Linked DNA regions of Neogale vison: region 1 is linked to region 2. Evidence: chromatin contacts called from public Hi-C data. All regions are on one chromosome and are shown on one strand. The core of a region is the stretch at or near the end of the contact, and the rest is flanking DNA. Distances in the headings are between cores, read along the strand shown. Region 1 holds the start of ATM (serine-protein kinase ATM). Region 2 holds the start of DDX10 (probable ATP-dependent RNA helicase DDX10).

Evidence for each region. A called contact is a pair of places that touch in the nucleus more often than the background predicts.
Region 1: a contact with region 2 is called in a Hi-C map of muscle, with 6 times the contacts expected there. The contact joins the promoter of ATM here to the promoter of DDX10 in region 2. A contact is called at or near these places in 2 of 3 Hi-C or Micro-C datasets (fibroblasts and muscle).

Annotation. Positions count from the first base shown.
Region 1 is chr7:96,110,863-96,115,846 of ASM_NN_V1, forward strand. ATM (serine-protein kinase ATM) reads right to left here and starts at 1,518. Exons shown (of 65, transcript XM_044257704.1): 1 at 1,375-1,518; 2 at 785-963. LOC122912228 (protein NPAT) reads left to right here and starts at 1,770. Exons shown (of 15, transcript XM_044257714.1): 1 at 1,770-1,926. The coding sequence starts at 1,890.
Region 2 is chr7:95,732,448-95,737,711 of ASM_NN_V1, forward strand. DDX10 (probable ATP-dependent RNA helicase DDX10) reads right to left here and starts at 3,394. Exons shown (of 18, transcript XM_044257693.1): 1 at 3,117-3,394. The coding sequence starts at 3,302.

The DNA.
Region 1 (4,984 bases), core at 268-2,767, 380 kb after region 2:
AACCCAGAATTAAGCCCCTCTACCAACATGCTCCTCAAACCATACATACTTCCTGAACAACAGTCTCTGAAGTGGCAAGTCCGAGCTTCCTTTTTAGATCTCAATCAAGCAGATTCCTTTGCAGAATCTGACAAGGATGCCTACATCACATCTTCCTGTATGGAATTCTGCCTGTGGCATGCCATTCTCTTCTGGTGTTAATAGGGTGGATCTCTTGTTAGACTGTGCTGGTTCAAATCCTGCCCCTGCCCCTGACAGGTTGTATAACCTTGGACACAGTAGCTAATCTCTCTAAAGCTTAATCTGTCACCGATAAAACGAAAAACAATACTACCTCCCTCAAAGTGAAAGATTCACATACGGATTTAACAGTGCCTGGAACACAACAAATGCTCAATAAATATCACAGATTCTTCCCTTCCCCTGTTTCCTAAGTCTCTCTTCAGATGGTTCCTCTTCCATTCACACCTGCAAGACTATCTCTACCTCCCCACTTCCCACCCGAGGTTCTCCCAGTGTGATCTCATCCATCCCTAAGACCTCAACATGCTGAAAATGCCCGCATCTATTTCATTCAACGCCAGACCTCACTCCTGAGCTTCTGACACCTCTGACGCTTTGTGTTTTTACATACAATTCCCGGTCTGGCGGGCTCCCACCATCCTCCTCCGGGGGCAACTGAACAACTCGAGGTCTCCTCGCAGAACCTCGTTAGCTCCTCTACGATCACGGTTCCCCCTCAATGATCACCCTGAGCTCTAAGAGTCCCTTTACTTCTCGGTACCTGATAAAAACAGTAGCGAACACTCTTGAGGGCTCACCACCGGCAAGGATTATCACATGGGAGACAGGACAGCGCGGTCACCCACATGTCTGCCAAAACTCCCAGACCAGCAACGAAATTCTTGAGTCCGTGCTCTCGTCACTCTAGTTTAAGCCTCAGCAGATGCTCGCGGTTTAAAACTAATCAAGAAAAGGGGGGAAAACATTGTTAGTCAAGACCTCTAGCTACACCTGGACCGTACGGCGGCGGAGGAAAGGGGACGGGCAGGAGCGTGCGACCAGCACCTGGAGGAAGGTTCGAGGCTAAATCCGCGAGGGCCTCGGAGATAGAGTGGGAGAGAGTGCAGCGAGCAGGGAAGGTCCGCCCCAGAGCAGCGGGTGAGACCGGCCGTCGGGGGCCTGCACAGAGGGGCTCGTACACCCCAGCAGTCCCCGACGCAGAAGCCGCTGCCCGCTCTTCACGCTCCCCCTAACGGTGCAGTCGCACCGCCAAAGTGGGATTTCCGACAGCAGCAGCAGCTGCAGCCTCGGTCCCGGCTCCACTCGCCTCCCCAAACCAGCCCCTGCGGCTCCAGCCAGGTGGACACCCACTATTCCCGCTTCCGGTTCAAACGCAGCGTGGACACGCAGCCTGGGTCTCCCGAGGAAATAGTCGGGGTCAACCGGGGGCGGGTACCATCTGCTCATGCGCGCCGAGCCCCGCACGCTTTGCGCTTCCAGCGCTGGCTCGCCTCAAAACACTCCGCTCGTCTGAACAAACGCGCGTGCGCGTTGCCCGCCAATGGTGTGCGACCTTGCGCTCGCCGCCCGCCCCCTGGCTCCGGCAGCGGCACCTGCATCCCACCTCCTCGCCGCCTTCAGCCCCACCCCTCCGAATAGGAGGACGGAAGTGACGACAGATCCGACGGGAACCGAGGCGGGTTTTATTTCGGCGCCTTTCTTTCTCCGGCGGAAGCGATTGGCGGACGCGAGGCGAAAGAGGCGGGACAAATTGCCGCGGGTTCAGTGCCGCCACTGGAACCGGGAGATGCGGCGCAGGAGCTGTCGCTGTGTTGGCTTTTACCTGAATCTTGTCTCCTGTGGCGGTTCCTGCTGCGGCTTCGGTCATGTTGTTACCCTCGGACATAGCGCGGCTGGTACTGGGTAAGCGCGGTCTGGGAGGGACGGGTAGTGGACCCGGCTGAGCGGGACGGAGCGACCTCTGGGGCCAAAGGTTCTCCCTAGGGTGGGGAAGCTGTGGGGCTCTGCCTCCCCGCCTGCAGGTCGAGACCTGCGGCGGTTCCCCTTGAGCCGGGCGCTCGGGTAGCGTAAGCCTCTTTGTGTGCGGCTGCTGCGCTCCCCGGGGGCTGCGTGGCGAGGGGAGGGCCGGGGAGAAGCGCGGGGCGGAACACCTGAGGCCCGGAGTTCGGAGGGGGAGCCAGGCCTGCACGCCTCGTTGGGACCCCCGGAAGGAGACTTGTCAGAGCTGGGACCCGATTAGGGAACACGAGGGTGTCCCCGAGCCAGCCGGTCTCGTCGAGAGATCTTCGCGATGTCCTTCTCGCCCCTCCAACGGCGAATTTGGGGGCGAGCGGGGGTGATCTTCCCCGGCCATTCCTCGCTCTCCCTCCCCGCAGTGAGGGATCCAGCGTAGGGCGTCTGAAATGCCAGCGGCATGTTGTAAAACAGCAATTCCTCGTCTTCCTCCGGCCAGAAATTTCACGGAGGAAAATGCCTTCCAGTTGAAAGTGGGCTAGTGCTCCTGGTTCGTTTTTCCTCCATTTGAGGACGGTTGGTGTTAATGGTGTCGGGGCTTATTGTCTGTGTGTGTGTGGAAACGGGTTGTGTGTCCCCGGGAAAAATCCAGAGGGTCGCGCTGCTGGGAGCAAGAGCCCTGGGAAGCTCAGAGCCCGAGCCAGCAACCGTTTGCAGACCTCGTACGCGACAGCCCTGAAAGTAAACGGTAAACCTCTCTGATGAAACTTCCCCGTAGTGTCCGCAGTAATTACTGTCGTTACCCTATTGTTAGAAAAATCCCGTTTGTCTTAATTTTTTAAATACTCAGAGCTGTCCGGAAAACTGGCTTTTGGTGAGCACATTTTGCAGGAAACAGGAGCGGGTAACGGTTGTATGGCCCCGTTTGGGGAGAAACTAATGACTTAGTTTTAATTAATAGTTTATTAATGTGTGGTTAATCATCTGCACGCTTTATCAGAACTGAATTATCAATAGTTAACCTCCATCTGTCTCTGTGAGAAAAAGCTGGCTGTCTTGTTATTGTTACGTTTACTAGGATTATATGGAAACCAATTTAAAGTAGATTTTCACACTGTTCAAGGTAACATTGGCGTTTCCTCCAGGCATATAGTTTAAGGATTTTTGAGTTTTAGCAATTTGGTAATCCACTCCAGTTTCAGTAATGATAGTCTTTAACAGGGTTTCTCACCCTAGTCCTATTGACATTTGGGGCCCGGTAAGTATTTATTGTGGGGAGCTTTCCTGGGCATTGTGAGATATTTAGCAGCATCCCTGATATCTATGGATTAAATGCCAGTAAGACCCACTCTCACCCCTGCCCACTTAGGACAGTATAAGAACTGTCTCCAGATAAATTGCCCCTATGTTTTCTGGAGGGAAAATCATCCCCAGTTAAGAACAACTGATCTTAAAGCAATATGGTTTTCTACGTGGAATAATTCACACCAAATTGTATTCTCCACAAACCAGCTGCTCTGCTTGACTCCTGCTTTTTTTAATGGATAAAGATTCCAAATTCATTTTCTTACCCTAAAAATTCTCTGTCATTCACATTCCATTTTAATTGCCACCAATCCTACTTAATATAGCCCCCCTTATCCCTTCTTTGGGTTCTGTCATGGCTTCTGATATAGTTTTGCTATTGATTTTGCTGTTAAAAAAAAATCTGCCTGAAGCATTCATACTACATGTATTCTACACTTGATCTTAGCCAAAAGGCCGTATTCTAAAGGAAAATACTGTGTAGTTATCAAAATTTCAAGTTGTGCAAAAGAATGTCTGATCCAAAAAAAGAATCTCCCCACACTCATTCTTCCTCAGTATTATGTGTTGAAGCTCATATCAGCACACAGATCTATAATTCCAAAACTAAGAGGCTTAAAATTGTAACAATTTCATTATTTTGTCATGATTCTTCTTTCAGTATCCCTCTCTGTCTTCACCTCTTTGTGTTGACTCCTTATAATGTTCTTTAAAGAAATATCTGGGTGCTTAGTATGGACACTGCTAAATGCTAAGAATAGAGAAGTAGTTCCTCTTAGAGTTCACATAATTAGGTTTCTTTACCCTCAGGCATGTTCTCCTCCCACACCCGCAAACCCCAGAATGCTTTACCTAGACCTCACCACACATTCTACCTAATGCTCCCAAGTCACCCTTTTACAAATCAGATTCTGCAACATACCATGCTGACTTGAACTTCACTACATGTAACCAGCCTTTGCTTCTCAGCTACATCCAGCCATTGTCTCTTCTGTAAATACTGTACAGGCCAAAATAAAAGTATTGCTTATTACACTTGGGACTCCACTTCGGTTTTCTCTGTATATTGTACAACGTGCTCCGTGCTCCGAGGAATTGATCCTGCCTGCTTCTCCTGCTTGATCTCAACTTTTCAGTGTCTGCCCCGTGCTCCAGGCATACTATTTGGAGTTTCTCCAGATAAAATCCACAGTCTCTGGAACCTTCTCTAGCAGGTGTATCCATTAGTGTCTCCTTAAGTGCTTCAACAGCATTGTACTTCACTTCTGTGAAACCCTCATCCTGTGCTATCATTGCTTGTTTACTTGTTTTTGTGAAATATACATGACATAAATATATGCAACATTTTAGCCATTTTTAAGTGTACAGTTCCGTGGTATTAAGTACATTCACATCTTTCTGTAACCATCATCATCATCTACCTATAGAATTTCATCTTCCCAAACTGAAACTTAACTTTTGACCTCAGTTTTCTTGATCTGCGATTAATAAGGCAGGCTTTGAAAATTCTTGGAAGCCCCCGAAACAGTAAAGGTTTATGTCAGTTGGGGCATTTTGATGAGTGAAGGGGCCAGAACATTTCTTGGATTTCTAAATAGGTTTGCTTTTTTCTGTGTGAGTCTGAACCCATTCAGGAAAACTGAAACCAATCTGAGTATTTAACATGGAGGGATATAATGAGGGAATGGGTTACACTGGTGAT
Region 2 (5,264 bases), core at 2,144-4,643:
AGATCGAGCCCCATGTTGGGCTCCTCACTTAGCCAGGAGCCTGCTTCTTCCTCTTCCTCTGCTCGTGCTCGCTCTCGCTCTCTCTCTCAAATAAATAAGTAAAATCTTTGAATAATCTTAAAAAGAAAAGAAAAGAAAAAGCAGAGGCATCAGGGAGCACAGCCATTTCATGAAACTACAAGTTGTTCTCGCGTGTATGCTTATGCACACCACTTGGTCTACATGTATTACCTCTTTGAGCCTTTCACTACTCTGGGTAGTTACTAACCTCTGCTGAACCAAACGAAGTGAGACTCAGGGATATTAAGGAGCTTGGCTACTCAAAACCCAAACTGGGTGAGATAAACCAAGTCTGCCTGACCACAAATAAATTACTGTTCCACTGGAGGAGGACGTGTTGACACATGAAAGTATTTGACCATTTTCCTGAAAGTAACTGAGCCAAGGGAGGGTTTTTTTTTTCTTTTTTTTTTTTTTAAAGATTTTATTTATTTATTTGACAGAGAGAGATCACAAGTAGGCAGAGAGGCAGGTAGAGAGAGAGACAGAAGGAAGCAGACTCCCTGCTGAGCAGAAAGCCCGACGCGGGACTCGATCCCAGGACCCCAAGATCATGACCTGAGCCGAAGGCAGCGGCTTAACCCACTGAGCCACCCAGGCGCCCCCCAAGGGAGGGTTTTAATCAGGAATAAGATGATTGGATTTTCACCTTGGAAAGAATCACTCTGCCAGCAATACAGAAGATAGATTAGGGGGGATAAGGCCTAAGGGCCAAATCCAGCGACCAGTTTTCCTAACTGAAATTTTGCTGGAACACAAGTATACCATCTGTTTAAGAATTTCCATAGCAGCTTTTGTGTTACAACGGCAGAGTTGAGTAGTTCCGCCCTCCTGAACTGCAAAGCTGAAACCATTTATTATCTGATCCTTTACAGAAAAAGCCTGCTAATCCCTATTACAAGCAATAGTTACTGTAGTAATCCACGCAAGAGATGATGGGGCCTGAACTAAGGCATGGGGTTGGGGGGGTGGGGTAACATTTAAAAAACGTTGAGAGGCAGTGTGACTGACTGGATGTTAGAGTGCTGAGAGGGAAGTCTCTAGGATTAGGATTACTCCTAGGTTTCTAGTTCAGCAGTCTGCTTAGATAGTGGGGCTAGCATGTGGTGGGCTAAGTAACATCCCCAAATATCTCTACATGCTTACCTCCAGCACTGTGCATATTATCTTAAACGACAAAAGCGATTTTTGTCCAGGTCATTATCAAAGATCTTGAGATGGGAAATTATCCTCAGTATTCTGGGTGGGCCCTAAATGCGAACAGAAGCATCCTTATTTTAAAAGGGCAGAAATAAATTTGACACAGAACCACAGGCAGTGTGGCCACGGAGGCAGAGATGGGAGTGATGCAGCCACAAGCCATGGGAAAGCAACCACCAGAAGCCGGAAGTAGCAAGAAATGGATTTTCCCTGAGAATGTCCAGATGGAATATGGCCTTGATGATACGCTGATTCCAGCCCAGGGAAATGGACTTCAGACTTCTGCCTTCCAGAACTATGAGAGAATAAATTTCTCTTCTTTTAAACCATGGAGTTTGCGGCAATTTTTTACAGTGGCAAGAGGGAACTCACACAAAGGACTGTGAATTTGGAAATCAAAGCTAATGAGCTCAGTTTGGGACTTGTGATTTAAGGTATCCTGGCAGGCAAAGACATCTGGCACAGTCAGAAAAAAAGAATATGAACTCAGAAGGGCTGAGGGTAGAATACAAAAAAGGAGTCACCAGTCCACAGGAATAAGCATCGCAATTACACAAAAGAAAGAGAAGCTGAGACTACATTCCTTCAGCAACTCCAGCTAAAGAAGACTCTAAAATGCAATCTAATCGTCCTTTACAATGGTTTTTTAAGAGGCTGTGCATACAGCAATAGAAATAACGTAACAGCTAATATATTTATATGTATCGGGCATTGTACAGAATGCCTCACATGCTTCTTACTAACTCCTCCCAACAACTTATAAAATAGGTATTATCATGATGCCTTCTAAAGACAAGAAAAGGGAAGCAGACAGAATAAATAACCTGCCCAAAGTCACTCGTCTGATGATCAAAAGCCAGGATCAAATTATCATTTATCTTAACTCAAAAGCCCAAACAAAAATAAAGGTTCTCTACCTCATCTTACTGTTGACCTAAGAGCCGTTTAAAGGAAAGCTATCCCAGCAGGACACTTGATGACTATAATTCCAGAAATGTCCCCTACATTAAATCCCTGATTATAGTGCACACCAGAAGGGGGCAATCTCTGACAGGCTGAGTGAGGTGGGTGAAGGCAAACCGAGGGGGGGGGGGGCGGAGAGAAGGGGTAGGGACCCTGCCAAGGAGACTGAGGGCCGGGGGCAGGGTCAGAGGTTAAAATGATAACTACGGGGCCACTCGTCTGAGAACATCCACCACCGTGCGGGATGGCAGGTGGCAGAGACGCACCAGGAGGCCCGCTTTCCTAGGCCAACTCTTGTTCGGGGACGGGAACCGAGGAGAGAAAACGAGAGAAGCACAGGAAGGCGGGAGATGATGTCGAGTCTGCGGACCTGGCACCATGGTCCGAAGCGAAGGCTCTGGACTTGGAAAGACGCGGGTCTAGGCTTCAACTCCACACCACCTACTAAGAGGGGAGCTGAAAACAAGTTCCTCGTCTTCTCGGAGCCTCCGTGTTCTCGCCTGTAAAATGGGAATATGACCCATACCACAGCTCGAGTCCATAACTAATGGAAAGCACCCGGTCAGCGGCTGAAAGCACCGGTGCCGCTCCCGCTACTGTCGTCAGTACTATTGCGGGCTCTCCCCGCCCTCAAGCGCCGCTGCATCTCCATCACTTCACGAGGAGCAGGGTGGCGAGCCGGGATGGCCCCGAGGCCTTGTCCGCGGCGCCTGGCGGACCACCTGTGGGGCCTCGGCGGGACCCCCACCAGCACCTGTCACCCCAGCCCCGTCTCCGGCCCGCTGGACTGCGGGTCTGCACCCCCGCCCCGGCCCCCGTGACAGAGCTCCCATCGCCGCCGGGCCTCGGGGCCCCGCCGCTGGCCGGCGCCCCCGCCCCAGCGCCGGCCTCACCTTCTCGTAGTTCTGCATGAGGCGGCTGATAGCCTCGCGCTCCACCTGCCACTCGGGCTTCTTCAGCTTCTTCCTCAACTGCTTCTTTTGGCTCTGCTTATGGCTGTGTTTCTTCTTCCAACGGTTAAAACTCCGCACCGGGTCGGGCCGGCCTCCCGACCCCCGAGACTCGGTAGTTTTGCCCATCGCGGCAGCGGCGGAGACAGTCCAGACCGCCCCCAGACACGAGACACCTCAGGCCAAGCGGAGAGACGGCTCTGAGGAGACACGGAACCAGCGTGGGGAGAGAGAGGCGAACGCGCGTGCGCGGAACCCGGAGCCCGCCCCCGAGCTTTTGAAACCGGGGCACGCGCCATTGACTGCAAGGGCAAAGTGGACGCTGATTGGTGACTTGGATTCCGCGGAGCGTAGTGGGCCAGCCGCGGGGAAAGGGAGGCGGAGCGATCCGAGGAAGAGGGCGGGCTAAGGAAGGGATTCCAAAGCACGCCAGGCCGGCTCTTTAAATGGACGCAGGCGCACAGGTTCCTGTTACTATGGTGACGTCACACTACTTCAGCGCTGTTAATACATGGGCACCCTGGGTTTGCCTTGGCAAAGCGTGCGCTTAGGCGCACGCACGCACACGCATGCACACACTCTCACTCACTCACAGAGATGTGCACTCTCTGTGAATTATAATTGTGATCCCCATTTTGCGTTTTTCAGCCCAGTAAACTGAAAAACTTGCCCAAAGTTCTAACAGCTATTTAATAACCTTCGATTTCAATCCGAGTCAGGATACCACCCTGGTAATAAAAAATGAATATTCTGTATTCTAATGTCCGTCTAGGTTTTCCCTTTTATCCGACCCCTCAGACTCTGCTGCAGCAGCCGGGGACTGAAGCAGAATCCAAATGAATTTGCATTAAGATGCAGTTAGGAAGAGGGGGCGCCTGGGTGGCTCAGTGGTTTAAGCCTCTGCCTTCAGCTCAGGTCATGATCTCAGGGTCCTGGGATCGGGCCCCACATCGGGCTCTCTGCTCAGCGGGGACCCTGCTTCTCCCCCTCTCACTCTGCCTGCCTTCTGCCTGCTTGTGATCTCTGTCTATCAAATAAATAAATAAAAATCTTTATAAAAAAAAAAAGATGCAGTTAGGAAGATAAAATGAAAACTAAAAATAAAGAATTCAAAGAAAAGTTATTTACAAGTTGGTCATTTACATGACTTGATCTTCGGTGAATTTTTTTAAATGTTTTATTTATTTACTTAGAATGAGAGGGGAGAGGGTCGAAGGGATAAGCACACTCCCTGCTGAGCAGGGATCCCATGGGGGACTGGATGCCAGGCCTCCAGCATCATGACCTGAGCCAAAGGCAGTCGCTTAACCAACTGAGCCACCCAGGGGCCCCTGGATTGTTTTTTGTTTCTTGTTTTTTGACACATTTACCTTAAGCAACCACTAGTATACACTGGATTGGGGGGGGGGTAGAGCTGCGGCGGGGAAAACGGAGATTAGGTTCAAAGTTCACATGCAGACTGTTCAGGCCCCAAAATTATTTTTTCAACATCACAGAGCCAGATGACTACCCCAAAAACATGCCCATTCCCTAAACAGAAGACGGTTGGGAAAGCAGGGGGCTGTGAACTGAGGAATCTCCATACCCCGATCACTACATGTGGTGGTGGGTAAAGCTCAACAAGGGGAGGTTACTTAAAAGCATGTATATACATCCACAAAAAAATAAAAATAGAATGAACGTATGATCCAACAAGTCTGTTCCTGGATATATGCACAAGAGAACTGAAAAGCAGGGTCTGAAAGAGATGTTTAAACAGCCATATTCATAAAAGCTCCCAATATCTGAAGGTGGAAGCAATCCATGGGTCGGTCCATCCAGGAAGAGTGGATATGCAAAATGTGGTGTGTAGGTAGGATGGAATACTACTGAGCCTTAAAAACAGAGGAAATCCTGACTATGCTGCAAAATGGATGAAGCTTGAGGACACCATGCTAAGTGAAATCAGCCAGTCACAAAAGAAAACATCCAGCCTTAATCCGTGTATCTGAGATACTTATGGCAGTCAAAATCAGAAATGAAAATAGAATGGAGGTTGCCAGAGGCTAAGGTGAGGAGAAAATGTGGAGTTACTATTTAATGAGTCTGGAG